Linked DNA regions of Zea mays: all the other regions are linked to region 1. Evidence: chromatin contacts called from public Hi-C data. All regions are on one chromosome and are shown on one strand. Each heading gives the region's core, a stretch centred on a gene start, on an enhancer-like site or on the middle of the called end of the contact. The rest is flanking DNA. Distances are from core to core; before and after follow the strand shown.

Region 1 (3,976 bases), core at 839-3,338:
CTTCTTCGAGGCGCATTCCTCTTCTTCGCCGATATATATTAGGCAGCGTCGACGCATCGCGTGTTGCTCGCAACAGCACAGCCAGGGCTCGACATGGGCGACGCATTCTCTTCATTCACTTGCACACAACAGGTATTGAATATTGATGGATATGAAGATCTATTTTCTTATTGGAGCCGGGAGATAGCACATGTCTGGACTTATGGTATAGGTTTTAGATAGTTTGGTTTGCTCTAGAACCAACTATTGATCTATCTTTTTGTAATACATACGAATAGTTTGCTGAATTATCACTTATATTATAAAATATTTATGTACATTTTATTTAAAATAATATAATATTATTATCACTTAAATTACGAATTCTTTTTACGCGCGTAAGACGCGCGCTAATTACTAGTAAGGCATTATTGTTGGGCACAGGAAACCTCCCTTAACTTAGGGTCTATTTGGGCCCTGTTTGAATCCACCAAGAAGCTAGTCTCCAGGTTCCAGCCGAGGAACCGACCGGAGTTAGTTTATTACACGATGCAGTTACACAGCTATTCCACTCTGAAAGAATCGCTGAAGGCTAGTCCAGCACGACATTTCATTTCTTAGTTGTCCGCAGTGACCGACGCATCAGCCTTGCGCATTCGCCGCTGCGGGTTCGACCTCCACCTGTTGAAGCACGGACATCAGCTCCGGGTCCTGAAAATCCTTGACCAGCAAGCTGGCCCCTGCGTCTTTCAGCACCTTCCCGGGGTTCCTCGTCGTCAGGCCAACCACGGGCACTCCGGCAGCCACACCGGCCCGGACCCCCGATGCAGAGTCCTGCGGCAGAACGAGATGCACGAACACGCACAGACAGCATTACCGTTGGTCACTGACTGTTTCGACTAGCGACGATGAAACAAACAACAAAGCTTCTTCACAGAATTACGATGAGAGAGAGAGAGCTTCATCCGTACTTCAAATATGAAGGTGTGTTGAGGCGATGCGCCGATGAGCTGGAGCGCCTTGAGGTACGGGTCAGGGAACGGCTTGGCCCGGTCGCACTCGCTCCCGATGACGAGCACCGGGAAGAAGTCGGTGAGGCCCAACAGCGACAGCATCAGCTCGGCGTTCGCCCTCGGGGCGTTCGTCACCGCCGCGCGCTTCAGGTCGCGGCCTTCCATCCATCCGCACAGCTCCTGCAGCCCATCCACGGGCTTCAGCTGCCCAGGCGCCAACCTGCGTAATAGGTTTCAGCTTCAGGTTATTCCACTGCGGGTTCAGATTTTACACACCCAGATTTCAAGCTAGACCTGAAAGAGAGAACCAGCAGATTTAGATTCTGAACATAATAACTGAACCTGCAGACAAATTTGGATACGTAACTGCCGGAATTGTATAGCTCTATATTGGCCAAATTGAAATTTAAGTGTTGATATATGCTGCGAAAGAAGTGCCAAGGCTATCGTGCAAAGTAGCAGTGCAAATAAGATGAGCGGCCTACTTTCTGAACATAGCTTCTTTGTCATCCATGAACCGCATCGCCTTCTGGTGATCCATGCCCGGGAACAGCGACCTGGCGAGGTCGTCGTTGTGGCCCCCGCTGATGTTGGCGCTGTAGAACTCCTCCGTGATGGGGACACCGCCGTTGAAGCCGGCCTGCGGGCGGGCAGAGCGGAGACGCTTGGGTAAGTTGGGTCAGAATCAGATACACCGAGCTACAGCTACAGCATAGCATAGCAGGTGACAGAAGCACAGAGCCGTTGCAGAGGAAGACTTCACTTCACTCCTGCACAAACCTGCTGCAGGAGCTCTCGGAAGGCGCAGAAGTGGATGGGGTCGGAGTCGCAGAGCGTGCCGTCGATGTCGAACAGGATGGCTTCCAGCGGCGCCAGCTTCGCCAGGGCACTGCCGCTTTCAGAGTTCAGAAGGCAAGAGCGGAGCAGATGAGCGGTGTCCCGTGTTTCCGGTGGCGAACAAGAGAGGACGCGGGCGGGTCTCGGTGGTGCACCTGTTGGTCGCCATGTCCGCCGGAGTAGCCGCGCTCACCGTCCAAGAAACGCAGCTGCGCTTCTTCCTGGCCCTTCTTGTGCTGAAACCACAGCTGTTGCTGTTGCTGGCGCTGGTGCTGGTACTGCGTGAAGGGATCGCTGGAGATGATATAGTAGAGAGGAGGCGGCGAGCTAGGGAGGCCGACGGCATGCCAGCCTTGCCAGGCCCGAATTGGATTCGTCCACCCAGCGGCGACGGCATGAGGACGAGAGACTGACGAGTGACGAGTCGCTTTCTCCCGCTCTCCTTTCGTTCAATTCAACGATAGGTGCCCGTGCCTGTGGCTCGCCGCTCGCCACGACCGCCTCCTCTGCTCCCGGCCTCTGGCTGTCCTGTCCTGTGCTGCTCCGCCTGCCACCGTACTGAATTGGGAACCTCATTCCAAAGATGACGCCAGGGTATATGCTCTCGTGGCAGTCAAATGATCGTGCTTCCAAGCAATTTCGCTCTCTGTGGGCTCAACTTTCTCGACATCAGATGTTATTCTAGAGAAGCCACTTGAGCAAAGACTATAAATAAACGTTTTGTCATCAAAGAGTCCTCAGGCCATTTTGAATACATTAGAGCTAGCAATTAGCAGCTAAAATTAGTTGAAAACATTCAAACAGTCTAACTAATAGTTCAACTATTAGCTATTTCTAGCAAATTAGCTAATAATTATATAGATATTTGTTAGCTAGCACTTTCGAGCATAGACCTTTTACAATATTTCTAGCACTTTCGTTTGCTCGCTAACTTAGTTTCTGAAAAAAATGTGTTTTGGGACTTAATTTGAGTCAGAACTGAAAATCTGGAGAAAGAATGAGAAATAAGTGAGTTTTCTCGACTTAGTTCAATTGATTATTCTCTAACAATGTTTTTCTACATCGTATGAAGGCCCCCAAGAAAAGCCAAGTCAAATGGAGCAAGATTTACCAAAAATGCACTTTTTTGTGAAGACTAGGACTCACCAGACTCGTTCGGATCGAGTTCACAGTGAAGTCCCAGTACAGTGTAGTTTGTGGAGGCCTGGTGCTCCAGATTATCTACAATACTGGTCTAGAGGTGCACCAGACCTAATCCGTACGAACTCTATTGTCTCGGGGAACTTTATTTATAAAATTCACCGGACCGTCTATAGTAGTAGTCCGGTGGTGCACCAGATCGAGTGGTAACGGCTACTTCAATGGGAGGCGGACATGTGGAGGTCCAGTGCTTGCCCGTTTTGGAAGTGCCCAGTCAGGATCCTGAAGGACTCGTCCCTGTTCCCGGTCGAGTGCGCTAGGCGAGAGCAGAAATTATGTAGCTTTTTGGAGGCAAGTCCAATGGTCATTTGGTCACTTGGATCTATAAAAGAACCTCTTTTTCGACCTCTACAGAATACTAATTCACTCAAGAGCACACACATCAGTCCTGTGCATCTAAGAGCCACATCGAAGCGATTCAAGTGCCTATTCTAATAGATATTGTTGTGATGTTGTTGCGTTCTTGTATTTGTGTTGTTTCAGTGTTCCTGTGTTTTTGCTCTTGTGTGTGTTCTTCTCCTCTATATCGATGTCACTCTAGAGTTATAACTCACATCAATATGTGTACGGCTGCAAGAGACTCCAACCTATGGAGATCCTTGCGAGGAGACTGATATTAAGATAAGGAAGATCGTGGCACTCAAGTTGATCATTGGATCACTTAAGAGGGGTTGAGTGCAATCCTTGTCGGTCGGGACACCACAACGTGGAATATGCAAGCATTTGAGGCTTGACCAAACCACGAGAAAAAAATCGTCGTGTCTTGTGTGCTTGATTCTTTGCGATTGATTCTTCCTAGTTCTTCACTTGTGATATTGCTTAAGTTAACCCACAATCTTGTGAGAGCTATCAAGTGAAAGAACCTATTCTCCTTCTCACTCTAACTTGATTTAGTTCTGTACAATACTTAATTTGGATCACATTTTGTTTGTGTTGTTTTTTTTCAA
Region 2 (3,868 bases), core at 206-2,705, 360 kb before region 1:
AGTATATGCTGAGATGAATTGGAACTGGAGATATCTGCTTTGTCTTTCCAGTCAACCTGTCAGTTTCATCCTGGATTTCCTTCCGCACAATAGCTGCAGAGAACAATAGTTGTTGGCACCTGAGATAAGTACTTCAGCCATTTCTATGTACTGAAAAATAGCAAATCCACTATGAGGTCAAATGGCAACTGCTTCTTACTAATTTTATGCATTCTACTTACGAATACATGTTGCAAAGCATGATAAAATGCACATGATATTTGAACTAGCAGCACAACATGGGAAACACAAAGATGATCGTGCCATCTACACAAGTCAAATACTTCTTAGACCCCAATGGCAACGGCAGGTGCAACATACCAAATAAGGTAAGAGTGTGTTTGGTTGCAATGACAGGACGGGACGGGATGGGACGATCTCTTAAATAAGGCTGTCCCGCAACCAAAAGCACCCTAAGAGTGTCATCCGCATGGAGCAGAAATTTTGAAGAGACTTAAATAGGAGGCAATACAATTGCACAGTGGCAGAACCGAATTCGTTAATAACTGAATAGTAGTAAGAGACTGCTTCTGCTGGCAGAAATACAATTATTGATTTCAGTGAACGGTGCATCTTGCGACAGTAAACATAGCCAATCAATTATACTATGATTCAGCTTACCAACAAACCAATTTCATAGTAGCTTAGGAGAAGAATAACCCTATATCATTGAAGACATCGAAGGTTTCTTACAGAAATCAGTGAAGCGGCGCTTAGGCATGTGAAGGAACTCGGCATACTCCTGCACCCCGGCCTCTGTCTTGTGCAGCTGCAGGACGAGTGGCCTACGCGTCACGATCCCTTCCAATCCAAACACAAACCAAAAACCATAAAATTTCGAACTGAAAGAAAAAAGATGATTCCGTGAAGAAAGAAGGTAAAAATCTCTTCCTACCTGATCCTCGAGGCAGGAAGTCTCGCCCCACGATGCTCTCGAGCACCGATGATTTCCCCGAACTCTGTACATGGCCGCCCAATTAAGCGCCCTGTAACTAAGCTACGGAACAAAATCCTAGGCGAGCAAGCACCTAGAGGTGACGGAAAGGAGGCAGACCTGACCGCCGACGACGGCGACCGTCGGGAGCGCTTCCCAGAGGGTAGGGAGGGAGGCGGCGGCGTCCCCGCCGCCGTGGTCGCCGAGGACGGTGCAGGCACGCTGGATGCGGTTCACGAGCACGATCACGTTCTCCATGGTCGTCATCTTCGGGGGTGGGGGAGGAGGAAGCTCTGTGCTACTGTTGCAACGGAGGGAGCGGAAGGTTCTAGAAGGAAGCGAAGGAATCGAGGGGGGAGCGCTCCGCTGCCTGGCTGTGTCTGAGGTGTGCGAGCCGAGAAGATAGACTGACAGAGGCGTCGCTGCTGCAATCCGTAACTGCTTCCTTTTTTTCTATTTCTCTTCCGGTTTTGCCCCCGCCCTTTTGCAAGTCGTCGAGCGGGAACTGCTTTTTTGGTGAAATGAAATTAGTGAAGAGCTCTTTTAGTATAGGAAGTGTCTGATTTTTTCTATTGACTAGTTTTTAGTCTCTATATTTTATTTTATTTTAATCACTAAATTATCAAACTAAATTATCAAATATGTAAACTATGCTTGTTCGCTGGAACTTGTTATGGTTTTAATCCAGCTACGGCTTCTATAGTATTTTATCTTTATAAATTTATACAACATTGTTAGCTAGCCGAACAAATGTTAGTTTATGTATTAGTAATTTAAAAAATAAATTAAAATAAAATGTAAGACTAAAAATTAATATATAAAAACAAAATATCCCTTATTTATCTCAGAAAGGATTTCAAGCTGTTTTACTAGAAGTGTACATCACATCTCTTATGTAGGATTCAAGCTAGATTCATTTAGTCATCTCGAGCGAAGTGTGTATAGAATGTATAAAATATTGTTTTATATTATAGTGAATTATTTATAGAGTAGAGTTTGAAATATTAAAAAGGGAACGACCGGTGATAGCCCTACAATTGATGCGATGAAATTTCAACGTTTTTTTTTCTTTGACTTCATACGAGGTGGAGAAAAGTGAGCTAGTAAGGATAGTTTCGGAACGAAAGTTGAGGCGGCGGGCGGATAATGGTAGTGGGGCCTGTCGAGTGGATGGAGAGGGACACGATGGTTGGTTCGAATATTTTCAAAATTTCTCTCGGTGTATGGAACGGATACTGTATAAAGGTCTACAAAATTTAGCTCGACGAGTGGGCTCTAGCTCCTAGTGGCTCGAAGTTTAAGGGCTACTTTAGGAATCTTTCGGGATTTGAGGGGATTAAGATGAAAATAAACTAATTTTCTTTCCAATCCCTTTTAATCCTGAAGGGGATTTGAGTTTCCAAACTAGCCCTAAAACAAATCCGAAATGAACATGTTTTATGGCTCAAGAAAAAAGTGAGCCTAAACAGACTCGTGATTCGATACAACAACAATTTATTATATAAAATCTTATTTTAATTAGCATATAGTGTTGGTACCAAATAGATAATCAATTTATGTTATTTGAAATTAATATATAAAATTAATCTATTTTATGTATTATATTAATATTGTATTTATTTAATTAATTTAAGATATGTTACTTAATTATTTTGAAATTTTATATTATAATTTTACGACAACGTTTATGGCTAAACTCGTTGGTTTGGCGTGACCGAGCTACAGTAAGCCGAGCTAAGCTCGACTCGGCTCGTTTTCACCCCTAATTGTATATGATCGTTATTTTGCACTGTAGATAGATCTAATTAATTATGGTGTTTATAAAGCTTAGTTTGAAATAAGAGATAAGATAAGAGATGTGATAGGAGAGTTGCTAAAGATAGCCTTAGTCGTTGCTAGTCTATCACAATATTCAAAATTGTCATATTATATGAAATTATATAAGATACAATTATCCTAATGTATAATATCATATATTGTTATTTTTATTCCCTACATAATATTAAATATTAGCATATATCTCTACTACTCTATAAGAACGCAATGTAGTCGTCCACATTGGTATACCATGCCCCTGCCTCCACAAATCCCGCCTGCCCCTGCCACCGCCCCTGACATCCTCTCCTCTGCACCCGTCCAACTAGGATTCAGCCGCCTCAACAAATCTCGTGTCTGCAAATACATCATGGCCTCGACCGCCTCCGTAAATCTCCATAAATCTCGATATCGGGGTGGGAGGGAGGAATGCGACGTAGGCGTCCACATTGGTATACTATGCCCCCGCCTCCACAATCTCGTCTGCCCCTGCCACCGCCTGCGACAGCCTCTCCCCCACACCCGTCCAATCGGGCCTCAGCCGCCACAACAAATCTCACCTTCGCAAATCCAGCTCGGCCTCGGGCGCCTCCATGATCTTCACAAATCTCGACGTCGAGGTGGGAGATCGGCCGAGGCAACGCCCCTCCCTGCGCGTGGGCACCCCTAGCTTCAAACCCCACCCCTGTCGGGGCAGCACCGCTGTCGCGCACCTCCCGCGTGTCGTCCTCCTCCGCGCTGGGCACGACCATCTGGTCGGCGACAACCAGCGAGCGAAGGGGAGGCAGGGCACGACGGCAGCCAAATCCTCTGTGATCGCCCCCGCCATCCTCGCCCTCACCCCTCCCCACGCGCGCAACAGTCGTCGTCCATCTCGCACGGAGGTCGAAAGACGACGCGTGGTGCTCGGAGGTGGGCAACGTGGCGCTGCGCGTGGGCGACCACCCTCAGTGGGGGTGCCATAGTTGTTGTCACGGACACCGCCTCCAGAAGGGGATGCGTCCACATGGATGTCCTCGCCTCCATCATCTGCCCCCTTCCCCAAAGACAACCGCCCCGCTCACCCGAGATCCGCTACGA
Region 3 (3,727 bases), core at 1,117-3,616, 380 kb before region 1:
ACTGAAATAAAAAGCCAAACAGATGCACCTCTGCGGTCGGGACGAAGGGAACTAAAAGGCGGCTCAGCTATGAAGAGAGGCGAAAGCGAAATTGGGATGATTTGGAGCGATCAGTTGAGATTTTATAGCGATCGCCCGCGCCCTTTGCCCCGCCCCGGCCAGGCGAGCGCGCGCGCGGCTCTCCACACTCTCTCCTCTCATCCATGACTTGGTGAGTGAGTGTGGCTTCCATATTTAAGCTAGCTCTACTCCATTAGAACTAGCAATATGGTGTTATTGGTTCCACCAATTTCCTAGCCATCCACTTGTATGGGTTTTTGAGATTTTTCTAGGATTTATTAGAATTTCTTAACTGGGCTAAAGCCATAAATCCTAACAATTACTACCTACAGTACGTGATTGTGGCTGCGGCAGCCGGCAGGTTTCCTGAAACCAACCGTCCGTCTGCATTGTCAGTTTGTCACTTGTCAGCGGGCATGGAGCACGGCGAGCGCAGTCCGCGGGCCTTGTCGCCACACGGCAGCGTTTTTTTTAATAATGGTCGGGCGACCCATGAGGACATGACGTGACGCAGTTCGTTAATATCCCTCGTCGCGTTCGCGTCCAATGCTATGCTACTGCTGCTCCTATCCTACACGCATACTACATATAGCATCCGACAGAACGAACGAATTCACATGCTGCTACAGGCTACAGCTACGGTTGTTACAGTAGCCGGCAGTGCTCCAAATCCAGCTACCTTGGCATTGAAGGAGGAGCAGAAGCTACGGTTGTTAACGGAACAGGAAGGATCCAAAGTCCAACGGGAGGAGCCCAGCTGATAACTACCACCTGCCTACGGGCTGCGGGAGTGAGTGAATGATGAGCGCGACCAAAAACGCCGCCGGCGCACACACAGATCGACCGGAACAAAATTCAAGTCGCGGGGTCAGAGGCCAGCTAGCGGAGCTCCCCAGATCGCCGTCATTGACACCTTCGCTAATCCAATGTCTTCGTCTAATGTGCTGCTGCTGCTGCTGCAGCTGCCAAACTTGGCTGCCTTCACCATCGAATTTTACTTGCAAATTTGTTTCCGCTCTCGTGGCGGCTAGCTAGGCGCTAAGCGCTACTACTACTACTGTACTAGTAACGAACACCGTCATAGCATCTTCGAAATTACACAAAATAAAGAGATCTTTGGCCCCGGCACGCCGGCGACGACGAGGACCGGTCGGCGAGGCCGCGTCATCGGAGCCGACCCATATCAGCGAGCTTCCGGGAGGCGTTGCGCCCGAACGACGCGAGCCGCCGGTGGCTGTCTCCCAGCGCGGAGGGGTCCGGCGGCTGGCACCGGCGCCGGCCGCCGGCGGAGCTGGGCCGGACGAGCGGGCTCAGGCACACGGCCAGCCCCGAGACTCCGTCCCCGCTGGCGCCCGAGCCCGCGCCGTGCCGCCGCCGGTGCTGCTGTCTGGCGGGCGACGGCGAGGGGAACCACCAGCTGCCGCCGCCGGGGGACTCAGGCTCCTCGTCCTGCGGCGCCGGGAAGGACTCAGGCTCCTCGCCCGGCCTCCGCTTGCGGCGGGTGATCGCCGAGAGCCACGAGGTGGACCGCCGGGGAGGCTCCTTCCTGTTCCTGCCGGCCTCTTCCCGTTCCCGCCCGTGCCGCCGCCGCAGCCTGCCGCCGAAGATCGCTGACAGAAAGGACCGCCGCGGCGCGGCCTGCTTCCTCCTGCTGCCGCCGCCGGTGTCCTCCCCGTCCCCGGGCTCGTCGCCGCGGAACGCGGGCCCGACCTGCGGCGTGCGGAAGAAGAGGAGGCTCGGCTGGTGCTGGTACGCGGACGACGACGACGACGAGGAGGAGGTCGCGTAGTAGGCGCAGGCGTCGGAGCGCCGGCGCTGCACGTACGGCGACACGGAGCGTGGGAACGTCCCGGTTCTTGCCTCGTCGTGGCCGTGCTGGCGGTGGCGCCGCGCGGGCAGGTGTAGGGGCGGGGGCGAGCTGCTGCTGCTCCCGTAGCCCCCGTCGCTGCTGGCCTCGGCGGCGGCCTGGGCGCGCTCGGCGGCCAGCGCGAGGAGGCGGTCGCGGAGGCAGGCCGCGCAGACGCCCACGGCGTTGGCGTAAGGGTGGAGCTTGCACCTCATCTCCCTGCGCTCATCAGGTCGGCCAGCCGCAGGCCCGCAGCAGCAGAGTGTCGAGAGGAAGGAAGGAGCAGAGGCAGATCGCGAGACTGCAGGAGACAGACAGCAGCAGACCGGTTGGTTGGTTGGTTGGGTTTGGATTTTGGCGTGGCCTTTGTATTGTACCAGCGGCGTTGTACCGCAGGGCGGCTCGGGTTTTCCCTGTGCTGTGCGCTGTGGCCTGTACGCGGTCCCCCTGGACTGGAGTGGTTGGGCTGGGCGGGCGATGACGCCGTAATGGCTGGGATTTTATTTCGGGGGAGAGAAGGACGACACGGGATGGGGTGCGTGTGCCCGAGGCTCGGAAGTCGGAAGTCGGAACGAAACGGAGTGATTCATCTAATAATATTAATTATGCACCGTAATTATTAACATTTTTATTATATAAATTTGATTAAAGTTAAGAACGTTTGGCTCGTCAAAAAAACAAACAAACAAAAACGACACTAATTTTAGAACCAAAGGAGTACATAAAAATCAAATAAAGTGACAATAAGCTCACCAAGGAGTTAGTATAAATATATACACCCGATCGTAGCATCTAGGTTCGTAACTGTGTTTCAATGATTAATGACGATGTAAGATTATTGTAACTATTGCGTATTTTGTAGAGACAAATTGAGTTAGCTATATCTATGCTCCTACTGATTGAGATCAATTATCAAGTTTTAAAGGAAGATCGAGGAGGTTAAGAAACACTTAGTTCATGTGTCAAAAAGTTGCTAGATTGCTAGATGTATAGATTAACAATATGATCTTTATTTTTTTTGTTTCGCCGTACTATTAATGAGGCATAGATGGGTAACTTTTCTTAGATAAGTCTAGTGTAAAAGTGGTGATGCACATTTCTAAAAACTAGTGTTGAGTAACCCTATAAGAGCCTATAAGAAGTTTAACAATAAAGTAAACTCAATGTGTCATGTGTGCGACAGACATGTGCACCGAATGCGTGATTGCCTTGTTTAGAACGACCGCTTATACATGGCCTGACCAAGTAGAGCAAATGATGTCATGCTGCTTGAAACATATAACCAAGGTGAGTTTTCGCAACAATCATAGAGAAACCAAGTTCAAGCTAGCGCATATATGCTGGTGCGCTCTTCACCATTAGCCCAAGTGTCGCACGAAGCACAATGACGATGACTTAAGTGATAGGAGCAAAAGATTTTGTCTAAACTTAGATGATGATTATAGCTCCACGTCACAGAAAAAGTGTGGACGCACTGCCCCATTGGTCGCGATAGGGCAAGAGCACACCAGAAGGAAAAGGACCCGAGAACTAGTAGCGAGTCTCCGTCTACATAGAAATAAATATTAAAGAAGCTCTAGAGGATTCTTGAAACTAAATTATTTAAGCAATTTAATAACTTGCTAGATCGTTCCATGGTCAACATGGATGAAGACACGAAAAGGGGGTCTATAGATTGGCCTTAAAAATTGATAAAACAACTTAAATTAGACAAGAGACGGCGGAAAAGACCAAATAAGAATATGAAAAAGAGTATAATAGTTTATTATTTATATTTATGAACTAGGCATTTTTTTAGTTTTTAAGTTATGTAATTTTAAT

What was found. A called contact is a pair of places that touch in the nucleus more often than the background predicts.
Region 2: a Hi-C map of leaf shows a contact between it and region 1, with 8 times the contacts expected there. The contact joins the promoter of LOC103637681 here to the promoter of LOC100501636 in region 1. A contact is called at or near these places in 4 of 25 Hi-C or Micro-C datasets (leaf and tassel).
Region 3: a Hi-C map of leaf mesophyll shows a contact between it and region 1, with 2.5 times the contacts expected there. The contact joins the promoter of LOC100381745 here to the promoter of LOC100501636 in region 1. A contact is called at or near these places in 6 of 25 Hi-C or Micro-C datasets (bundle sheath, ear, leaf and 2 more).

Annotation. Positions count from the first base shown.
Region 1 is chr1:98,081,200-98,085,175 of Zm-B73-REFERENCE-NAM-5.0, forward strand. It overlaps LOC100501636, which reads right to left and starts at 2,089. Exons shown (of 5, transcript NM_001196317.1): 1 at 1,985-2,089; 2 at 1,773-1,887; 3 at 1,478-1,632; 4 at 951-1,212; 5 at 282-813. The coding sequence starts at 1,998. The coding sequence ends at 622.
Region 2 is chr1:97,718,866-97,722,733 of Zm-B73-REFERENCE-NAM-5.0, forward strand. It overlaps LOC103637681 (dynamin-related protein 1E), which reads right to left and starts at 1,456. Exons shown (of 15, transcript XM_008660291.2): 1 at 1,094-1,456; 2 at 935-998; 3 at 733-840; 4 at 1-93. The coding sequence starts at 1,240.
Region 3 is chr1:97,699,439-97,703,165 of Zm-B73-REFERENCE-NAM-5.0, forward strand. LOC100381745 reads right to left here and starts at 2,367. Exons shown (of 1, transcript NM_001174550.1): 1 at 981-2,367. The coding sequence starts at 2,121. The coding sequence ends at 1,225.